2 separate regions of the Sus scrofa genome follow, and region 1 is linked to region 2. Evidence: chromatin contacts called from public HiChIP or PLAC-seq data. All regions are on one chromosome and are shown on one strand. The core of a region is the stretch at or near the end of the contact, and the rest is flanking DNA. Distances in the headings are between cores, read along the strand shown.

What was found. HiChIP or PLAC-seq counts read pairs in DNA pulled down with a chosen protein or histone mark.
Region 1: an H3K27ac HiChIP or PLAC-seq map of alveolar macrophages shows a contact between it and region 2. The contact joins two enhancer-like sites. A contact is called at or near these places in 7 of 47 Hi-C or Micro-C datasets (alveolar macrophages, embryonic fibroblasts, epiblast stem cells and 4 more) and 2 of 2 datasets of contacts at active chromatin or transcription factors (alveolar macrophages and skeletal muscle).

The regions. Positions count from the first base shown.
Region 1 is chr6:95,108,424-95,113,569 of Sscrofa11.1, forward strand. MACF1 (microtubule-actin cross-linking factor 1) reads left to right here. Exons shown (of 96, transcript XM_021095983.1): 5 at 961-1,038. Among named protein-coding and RNA genes, the nearest start is that of KIAA0754, 140 kb to the right of the region's middle. Within about 2 kb of position 2,633, at least 13 of the 83 cell types and tissues checked have an H3K27ac peak or open chromatin away from gene starts, as enhancers often do. A contact at or near this core is called in alveolar macrophages and retroperitoneal adipose tissue, where this site is marked.
Region 2 is chr6:95,012,632-95,017,666 of Sscrofa11.1, forward strand. The region is part of intron 2 of MACF1 (microtubule-actin cross-linking factor 1); the gene reads left to right. Among named protein-coding and RNA genes, the nearest start is that of MACF1, 55 kb to the left of the region's middle. Within about 2 kb of position 1,595, at least 38 of the 83 cell types and tissues checked have an H3K27ac peak or open chromatin away from gene starts, as enhancers often do. A contact at or near this core is called in alveolar macrophages and retroperitoneal adipose tissue, where this site is marked.

The DNA.
Region 1 (5,146 bases), core at 1,383-3,882, 97 kb after region 2:
ATCTTGTATTTTATCAGCCTTTAAGTGGTACCAACTTGACCTTTACAAATGAATTGGGTGTAATCTAGTGAGAGTGATGTTTTAGTCCCAATTTTAGTAAAATGAAAAACAATATTGGAAAGCGAGCAGGGAAAACATTCCAGGGTAGATAGCCATCCTTGCCTGTACTCACTGGGGAAACTTGATGCATGTTTGGTTGGGTAGGACTTGAGCCATGGGCAGGGGCCACTGGAGGCCCTGGGTGGAGGTGGACCTTCCCCATGTCTTGTATGATATCCAAGGGCGAGCGACTAGAGGAAATACCTTTCTTCGGAGTACTATGTCGAATAGCCCCACACTGTGAAGGTCTTGTCTGCTTTGGGTATTTCATACTGGGGTAAAGGGTAGCTTTCTTACATTGACACCTGTCTTCCTAGAAAATAGGTTTCTTGCTGGTTTCTGCCTCCAATTTTAGATCTTTTCACTTGCTTATTGAGCATGTGTAACTCCTCCTTCCCTATTTTAAAATCAGCTACCTCGAGCTTCTTTTGCTAGGTTTATAGTAAGGTTGGCTCTGTCCATTCCTATGCAATATGAATTTAGGACTTTCTACCCTTCCCTTACAGTAGCATTTACCTGTGATTCTGGGAGTCAGAGAGCCAAGTCTTCATCCCCATGAACCTCACATGCAGAATCAAGCCATGTATGGATGCAGAAGCACCTGTAGAGACACTGTGGCACTAATTCAGTGTTGTAGCCAAAGGTGCTGTGTGTTCACGGGGATCCTGGTGGGGCCTCGACAAGCATGGTGAAAACACACACAGGCCCTGCCCTTAAGGGGTGCTTTATGTCATGCTCCCACACCTGGCTTCAACCAAGAGGAAATCTTTGTAGTCTCTTAGTCCTGGAAAAGAAAGAGGAAAGGGGTTTGTAAACTGGTATGGCTGCAATTAACATCCCTTTCGTTGTGTTTGTTTACAGCCCCGGGAGAAGGGCAGGATGCGATTTCACAGGCTGCAGAACGTGCAGATTGCCCTGGACTTCCTAAAGCAGCGACAGGTAAGGGTGTCCTGTGTGTTCCCCATTCTGCCAGGGAATGTTGGCTTCGGGTCCCTATTTAGGGATGGTCTCAGCGCCCCTGGTGAGTCCTTGGTAAATCTGGCTGACAGTCAGTTCTGAGTCTTGATTGCTAGTGAGCAGTTGTGTTGTGGACAGATCATTTAGAAATCCTCACATGGAGCTTGTGGCCCGAGAGGGGGAGCCCTAGAGAAGAGAAGAGAAGATGCAGAAGAGTGACTCACCTCAGGTGGAGGTCCAAGGGAAGAGGCAAAATAAACCAGCCCAGGAGGTGGGGAAAAGGAACGTCTTCCAGGAAGAGGGAAAACCAGTGCTCATCATCGTGAGAACTGGGTGAGGGGATGGTCAGGGTTAAGTGACACGTCAGGGCCGAGGGGAAGGTCTCAGCTGTGACTTAAGAGAACAGTCCCCATGGAGCAGAAGAGTATTTAGAACATAGTAAAGATGTTTTCCTCTCTAGATGAGAAAGGAAGGCAACTCATTTTTAGACATGGGAGGAGAAGCCAGTGAAGAGGGGAAAGCTGAGAATGGGAGTGAGGAGGAGCTTGAGTCAGAGTGCGTTTGCCCTGGAAGACGCCTTAGAGATGGCTGGTCCAGCCTTCACATTTCATGTGAAGGAAACCCAGAAATGACCTGCCCCGAATCACATCGAAGCTGAGACTTCCACGAACCAGGTGCCCTCACATTTGTGCAATGCTCCTTCCATGCTGCTTCCCACACACCTTCCTTCCCCCTACTGATTCCTAGTTGATGGAACCAGGTCCAGTGAGGGCTGAGACCCAGAGCACGGCCTGTGTAGTTTCTTTGGAAAAAGAAAAGAAAAATGCCTCTTAGATCCCGGGAGGGGGATGGAAAGAGGGTTAAAGATACAGAGAGAGTTTGTGGTAGAGAGGAAGATGGATGAGGGGGTCAGAGTTCATTTGCTTAGAGAGCTGTATGGAAAAGATGTGGTACAGTTCTAGTTGCCAGGCAACAGCACCGGTCAAAATGACATGGAATGGTATGCATAGTTTTGGAGTTAGTTCATTTTTGTCGCTCTTATCAGTAATTCTCACTAACTTGGGAAATTCTCTTTTTTTGTGCTCCCAAAGCAGTTTGCTTATATATAATACTTGTTACTTTTGTTGTTATTTCTCTGTTTGCTCCAATGCATCATAAGTCCCATGAGGACAGGAAATGTGATCTTACTTAACACTTTTCTTTTCATCACCTGTCATAATGAATGGTCCATAATCGGTACTTAATTACATTTGTTGAAATAAATTGAGAAATGAAAAGTGGTAGGAGAATTGGAGGCCAAAGTGTTTAGAGTATTAGAGGAAGAAGCATTGAAATCTCTGTGTGTAGAGTTAGAGGAAAGCAGAGAGCCTTAATGGGCAAGGTGAACTGAGAAGAATTGATTAGCTAGAAATCAAAATAACAATAGAGATAGATTGGTTACTAGGATAGAATAAAAATGTGAGCAGTTAAGAACAGTGGGCACAGAGAAGGGCAGAGAGAACTCTGGAGCTGCTCATGGCAATGGTGAGGTCCAGTGTGTGGCTGTGTGGGTGTCTAAAGCAGAGTGAAAGTGAAAGCCATCAGATTCTGGAAGGCAGACAAATTATACAGATGGGGTGATAGTTGGATCATCAGGATGAGTGCTGAAATTGCCAAGAAAGCCCGTAGAAGATGAGGTAGCAAAGGGAGGGGTTAGGTATGAAGTCACCAGGGAATGGTTGGCAGAGTTTGGAGGGTGGCTTGGGCAAGGAAGGCTGGCTTTACAACACAAGGGAAAAGCTGTTTTCAGAGGTGGGACTGACGGCGGGCTTGGCTGAGATTGCTCGCTCCCAGGTCTGTGCCATTAGTGATTAGCGAGCCTGCACGGAGACCAGAAGGCAGCATCTCCCACTGCCAGTGTACACAATAGACTGACATACAAAAGAGGGCAGGGACTTGCCCGGTTCTTAGCCATTCAGGATGCTGTGACAAAATATCACAGCCCAGGTGACTTATAGAAAACAGAAATGGGAGCTCCCATTGTGGCTCAGCAGAAATGAATCACTAGTATCCATGAGGATGTGGGTTCGATCCCTGGCCTTGCTCAGTGGGTTAAGGACCCGGCGTTGCCGTGAGCTGTGGTGTAGGTCACAGACACAGCTCAGATCCTGCTTTGCTGTGGCCCTGGCGTAGGCTTGAGGGTACAGCTCTGATTTGATCCCTAGCCTGGAAATCTCCATGTGCCATGGGCGTGGCCCTAAAAAAAGAAAAAACAAAAAACAAAAACCCCAGAAATGATTGGAGTTCCTGCTGTGGCTCAATGGGATCGGTGGCGTGTTGCAAGCATTGGGACACAGGTTTGATCCCCAGCCAGGCACAGTGGATTAAAGATCCAGCGTTGTTGCAACTTTGGTTTAGGTCCCGACTGTGGCTCGGATCTGATCCCTGGCCCAGGAACTTCATATGCCAGGGGTGGCCAAATAAACAACAACAACAAAAAAAACAGAAAACAAAAATGATTGAGGCAGATTTAGTGTCTGGTGAGGTTCTGGTTCAGGTACCTTTTAGCTGTATCCTCACATGATGGAAAGGTTAAGGGAGCTTTCCAGGTCTCAATTATATTTTATTTTTTATTTTTTGTCTTTTTGCCTTTTTTTTTTTTTTTTTTTTTTCTAGGGCCTCTCCTGTGCAGCATATGGAGGTTCCCAGGCTAGGGGTCAAATCGGAGCTGTAGCCACCGGCCTACACCAGAGCCACAGCAACGAGGGATCCAAGCCGCGTCTGTGACCTATACCACAGCTCACGGCAACGCCGGATCTTTAACCCACTGAGCAAGGACAGGGATCGAACCCGTAACCTCATGGTTCCTAGTTGGATTCGTTAACCACTGCGCCACGACGGGCACTCCCGGGTCTCAATTATAAAGATACAAATCCCATCCTTCAACAACTAATCACCCCCAAAAGGTCCCACCTCCACTTACCTTCAGATAGGTGTTAGGATTTAACATGAATTTTGGAGAGACACAGGCATTCAGGCTACAGCACTGGTCCCCGTAGTGTAAGGGAGAAGTGAGGTGTCTGTTTGAGGTTGTTAGGATTCTTTAGTACATGAAGATTTCAGTTCAGTTGAAGAGTTAAAAGGAGGATAGCTCGGAGTTCCCGTCGTGGCACAGTGGTTAACGAATCCGACTAGGAACCATGAGGTTGCGGGTTCGGTCCCTGCCCTTGCTCAGTGGGTTAACGATCCGGCATTGCCATGAGCTGTGGTGTAGGTTGCAGACGCGGCTCAGATCCCGCGTTGCTGTGGCTCTGGCGTAGGCCGGTGGCTACAGTTCCGATTAGACCCCTACCCTGGGAACCTCCATATGCCGCGGGAGGGGCCCAAGAAAATGGCAAAAAGACAAAAAAAAAAAAAAAAAAAAAAAAAAGGAGGATAGCTTAAGGACAGCTTGCCACACTTGACCAAGAACTCTGGGAGGGTACCACAGAGGCTCACAGGAGTGGAGGTGGAAACAGGCTGGTTTTCCTAGGACACTCTTGGTTTTAGCCCTGAAAGGCCCACATCTCAGGAAACCCCTCCGTTTCTAGCACACAGGGATGGTTGCTCATCTAGTAGGGGGAGGTCCTGTGTGTCTCTGTACATCATGTTGTTGGAATGAGATTTTATTAGTAAAGGAGATGCTGTGGAAGGCCTGGGCAGGTGGGGATGTCTGCGACAAAGGAGCACAAACAGAGGTGGGAGCAGGCCAGAGATCAGTGAGGGACAAGGCGAAGGTCTCTCTCTTAACCTTGGAGGGGGAAAAAAAAAGAAGTCAGGGTTGTGATGACTTAATTGAAAAGCAACTCACAATACTATGTGCCTGCAAGGTTGCTTTGCTGGTGGGATTGCAAAATGGTGTGATCATGCTGGAAAATTGTTTGGCAGTTTATTATAAAGCTAAACATATGCCATATGACCCAGCAATCCCACTCTTAGGAATTTGCCATAGAGAAATGAAAACATATGCTCACACAAGAAACTGTACGTGAATATGGGAGCTTTATTCATAATTGCCCCAAACTGGCAGCAACCCAAATGTCCTTCAGTAGATGGGTGGGTAACTACAGTG
Region 2 (5,035 bases), core at 345-2,844:
AATATACTAGAATGATGCTTGACTCATAGTAAACATGCAGTGTTAGCCACAATAATGGTCATAAGACATGGTTCCTGCCTTTGCTGAGTTTGCAACCAGTTACATATAGACTCAAATCTAATGATAAAATCTAATGATAAATGGTAAAAATAATGTGAAATTCAGTATTAGTTCATGTAGTTCTGACTCTGAAGTGCCTTAAAGTGTGTGTATGTTGTGGGGCAGGAGAAGCAGTGAGGGATCAGAAGGGACTAGAAGGGAGTTCCCGTCATGGCTCAGTGATTAACGAATCCGACTAGGAACCATGAGGTTGAGGGTTCGATCCCTGCCCTTACTCAGTGGGTTAAGGATCTGGCATTGCCGTGAGCTGTGGTGTAGGTCGCAGACGCGGCTCAGATCCCATGTTGCTGTGGCTCTAGTGTAGGCTGGCAGCTACAGCTCCGATTAGACCCCTAGCCTGGGAACCTCCATATGCCGTGGGAGCGGCCCAAGAAATGGCAAAAAGACAAAAAAAAAAAAAAAAAAAAAGAAGGGACTAGAAGATAGTGGAAAATTATATGGTCAGAATTTAGAAAGGTTGGGGTTGTCAACAATTTTGATTTTACAACCAGAGAATTGGAGGGGCTGAGGAGGTTGAGGAGAGAGAGACACACACTCACACACATTGAGCGAGAGAGAGTTGCGTGCACTCTATTTGCCAAAGAAATAACTAACTCCTTTTTCCATTCCTCTTCTTAGAGCTGGTATCTGGTCTGAAGGTGAAGTTCCTGGCAGTTTGCTCTTTGTGGAGAACAGTGGCTGAGGAAGTGGTTTGCTACTGGCTTCTGAAACTGGGCTCTGTAGCCTTTATCCTCCACAGCTGATTCACATACTTTTGATTCTTGCTGAGAAAGGCAGTTGTTAGATTTGGAAGTTTTCAGATTCCGGAGCCAGCTGGACAGCTGACCCTCTGGTAGCTATTTCTCAAACTGCCAGCCCTCTGTCACCTCATCTCCCTGGGCCCCTTCTTTTTGACTTTGAAGCAATATCCTATATTTAGTGAACTCACCAGTTAGAGGTTGGAGGAGGATTGAGGGGAACTCTGTCCCACCTTAGAATTCTGGATGGAGGAGCATTTGGGCCTAGGAACAAGATGTATCCTGCTGAAAAACCTTAACCCCTTCTTTGCTGGACATGCTCAGAGGACAGTTTACAGTGCTAAGAATGTACCTTTAGTTCATGGGTAGGAAGCAGTGTTTATTTCTGGGTGTCCTGAAGGAAATATTTGGGAGAAGGAGTAGGGAGAAGCTCACACAGTTCCATTTATGGTTGAGCAATGCTTGGTATTCTACAGAGGGACCATATGGACAGTGGGGAAGAGCTTAGCATTCTGCTCTTCCCCTCTTGCTCCCTCCATTCAGGGATGATTAGGGATACCTCATTAGCCATCAGAATGGGACAAGTGTTTCTTGGACTGACTCGAGCCTCACCCTCACATCCTGGGCGTCTTCTGCTCTGCCAGCCCGCTGAATCACCACTTAGGAATGGCAGTAACCAGGTTGCTGCCTGAAGCACCTGGAGCGCTCTTGGCACAGTGCATTGTTGACTGGTCTTGGTCTCCTAGACACGGCTTGGGCCTCTCCAGGCCTGTTGGGAGCGATAGGCTGGGTCTTAGCTCCCCCTCCAGCTTGTTCCGCAAGCGATGACCTACTTTTCAGAGACAATTAAGTGTTTGTGAGCAGAAGAAGGCGGTGACCCGAGTGAAGGTGAACAGAGCCGAATTAAACAAACATTGGGAGTTACTTTTCTTGTCGCACATGGCAGAGCCCACCTCAGTCCAAGCGGAAGGGCTGACCAGGCTGATGTGGGGGCCAAATTCCAGACACTTAGCAGAGAGCCATCCAGCCCTTGGATTCTCACTTCTTCCATCCATGTGCTTGATGTTAGAAATTACCTTTTATAGTCACTGTGCCCTTTGTCTTTTGGGAAAGAGGGGAAGGTTTGAAAGGGAGTCAGGGCTCTTACAGTGAGTCAGCACTCTAAGCCACAGCCCCTCTGGTGGCAATGTTCTGGTTCATTTGTAGCCCCTCTGAGAGGATTCGAATCTCTCTTTTTGTACAGACTGGGATAATAAGCTGGATGGGAGCCCAGATCTTTAGGGAACGAGTGAGTAGCTTGTTTAGGTTTTTCTGTCCTTGTGAGACAAGGTTTAGATTCAGTTTTTGCATGAAAAGAAGTGAGCTCACTTTCCCACTTCTTTCCTAGATATCACTTACCTTATTAGCAGACCCCAACTTCTGCTTCCCTGTTGAATATAATTATTATGCTCAAGTTGTCACCCTTACTGTTGTATGTTAGCACTGGGGGAGGGTCCAGTGACTCTTGTTCTACATCAGCAGGCTCAGGACCCTGAGGGAGTTGCTGAACTTGCAATTAGGCAGTTTCTTAAACTTTTATTTTCAGCAAGTCCACGCACATGACAACCCCCCAGATCTTCCTGTTAATAAAAAGAAAAGTTACTGATACTGCACCCAGAGATCCAGATCAGAACTTAAAGTCTAGGAAAGAAGATGCTTAGAAGAACTCCACCCTGCCGCTCTCTCACTGGAATTCCTTCTAACAGCCTTGGAGGTGCCAGCCCCATATGAAGACCCAGTTTGCTTTTCAGAGAGCGGGGCTTGGAAGGCAGCAGGGCATCACTGTTGGTCTTGTAGATGGGGCTAAGATTCTTGGGGCAGAATATTTGAGGACACCTGAAGTTGCTCCCTGCCTCCTAGGCTCCCCAGAATCTGGGCACAGCCTCTTTCACTTCTGTCCCTTTCTGCTCAGGAAACCTGGTCTTGGCTTATTTCCCAGTCTCTTCGTGGTCCCCGTGGTGCAGTGGTTAACCTCCTCTACATGGCCACTCTTGTCCTGGCTTTCTTAGGGGAGAAAGGGACCTGCCACACCTGCCTGTTCTCTTCCCAGAGCGGGACCCACGTTCACTTCCCCACCGAGCTGCTGGGTCCTGCTGCATAGCATTGTGCTGACGGCTCCTTTGCAGATTTATGAGCCCAGCCCCAGCTTGACTCTCAACCCTGCCCTGAAATCTCTCTGTTCTCTCCTGGGTGACTCCCCTTCCTTTTCCTTACAGCAGCTCTTCCAGACTTTCACCACTCTCCTCCAACTTGCGACTCCACCCCACCTTGTAAACTCTGAACAAGCCATTTGGCCTTTTACTTTCCACAGCTCTGCCTCTCAGTTTATCTGTAATCTTCCCCAGTCCTCACCTCGTTCCCTCCTTTTTCAGAGCCAGGCCTCTGGGTATGTGCACAGTTTGTATTCTTAGCCTCTTTCCACCTTAGTCATATTAGGTGGGAAGTGACTCTTCATAAGTATGTTCAGGTTTTCACCATCCTAAGAAAAAGAAAATCTTTTAAGCTTGTCTCTTCTTTGAACTAACTTTTTTTAAAATGTTTTAAAAAGCACTAAATGGAGTTCCCGTCGTGGTGCAGTAGTTAACGAATCTGACTAGGAACCATAAGGTTTCGGGTTCGATCCCTGGCCTTGCTCAGTGGGTTAAGGATCCGGCATTGCTGTGAGTCGAAGACGCGGCTTGGACCCCATGTTGCTGTGGCTGTGGTGTAGGCTGGTGGCTACAGCTCCGATTAGACCCCTAGCCTGGGAACCTCCATATGCCACAGGAGTGGCCCAAAAAAGGCAAAAAGACAAAAAAATAAAAAAAGCACTAAATGTCTTTAATAGCCTTTCTTGTATTCCTTTGGTCATCCTGACCCTCTAGAGAATGGATTTTGTGCCCACCAGCCCAGCTGAAATCGCTCTAACCTGCTTGCAGACTTCAGTGGTTTCTTTTCAGTTCTCATATTCAACCTTGTTACAGCTATTGACACTGAGTTTGGGCCTCTTTTTCTCCCTCATTGTGTGCTCTCTCTGGATGAGTTTAACCTACTCTGGTGGTTTCATTTATCAGCGCTGTCTGTGTGTACCATGACTCTCAAATCAAAATCTCTGAATGTGAACTTTCCCCCGAGGTCCAAACTTATATTAACAAATGACTACTGCCCTTTTTCACTTTAAAGTGAATAGAAATTCTCTTTTTTTTCCTTTTGTACTTATTAGGGCTACATGTATGGCACATGGAAGTTCCCAGGCCAGGGGTCGAATCAGAGCTGTAGCTGCCTCTGCATACGCCACAGCCATGCAGGATCCGAGCTGCATCTACGACCTACAGCTCACGCAATGCCAGATCCTTAACCCACTGAGCAAGGCCAGGGATCAAACCTGCGTCCTCATGGTTGCTAGTTGGGTTCATTTGTTGAGAACTTTTAAGTCGATAGAAATTCTAATGTAACATATCCTAAGCCAAGCTTATCCTCATCCCCCTTCTTTTCCCCCCTGCCCAAACCTGCTTCTCTTGCTATATACCCTGTCTCAGGTACCAATATCACTCTCCATCTGTTTGCCCAAGCTGGGAAATTCGGATTTGTTTTTTGTCTTCCTTTGTTCTCCACATCTGATTGGACACTATGTTCTCTTTGTTCTCGCTCAGAAACATTTCAACCTCCCTCCTTTCCCATCCATCCATCCTGGCAGGACCCACTGCCCTATTTTATTTTTTTTATTTTTTATTTTTTTTTTTTATAAATTTTTAATGCTTAAGATTCTGAGATAGTCATTGAGGTGATTCTTCTGTTTATAGCTGGATTGGCATGGTGATTCTTTTTTTTTTTTTTTTTTTTTTTTTTGTCTTTTTGTCTTTTTGTCTTTTGTTGTTGCTGTTGTTGCTATTTCTTGGGCCGCTCCCGCGGCATATGGAGGTTCCCAGGCTAGGGGTTGAATCGGAGCTGTAGCCCCCAGCCTACGCCAGAGCCACAGCAACGCGGGATCCGAGCCGCGTCTGCAACCTACACCACAGCTCACGGCAACGCCGGATCGTTAACCCACTGAGCAAGGGCAGGGACCGAACCCACCACCTCATGGTTCCTAGTCGGATTCGTTAACCACTGCGCCACGACGGGAACTCCCCACTGCCCTATTTTAGACACTCATATTGTCT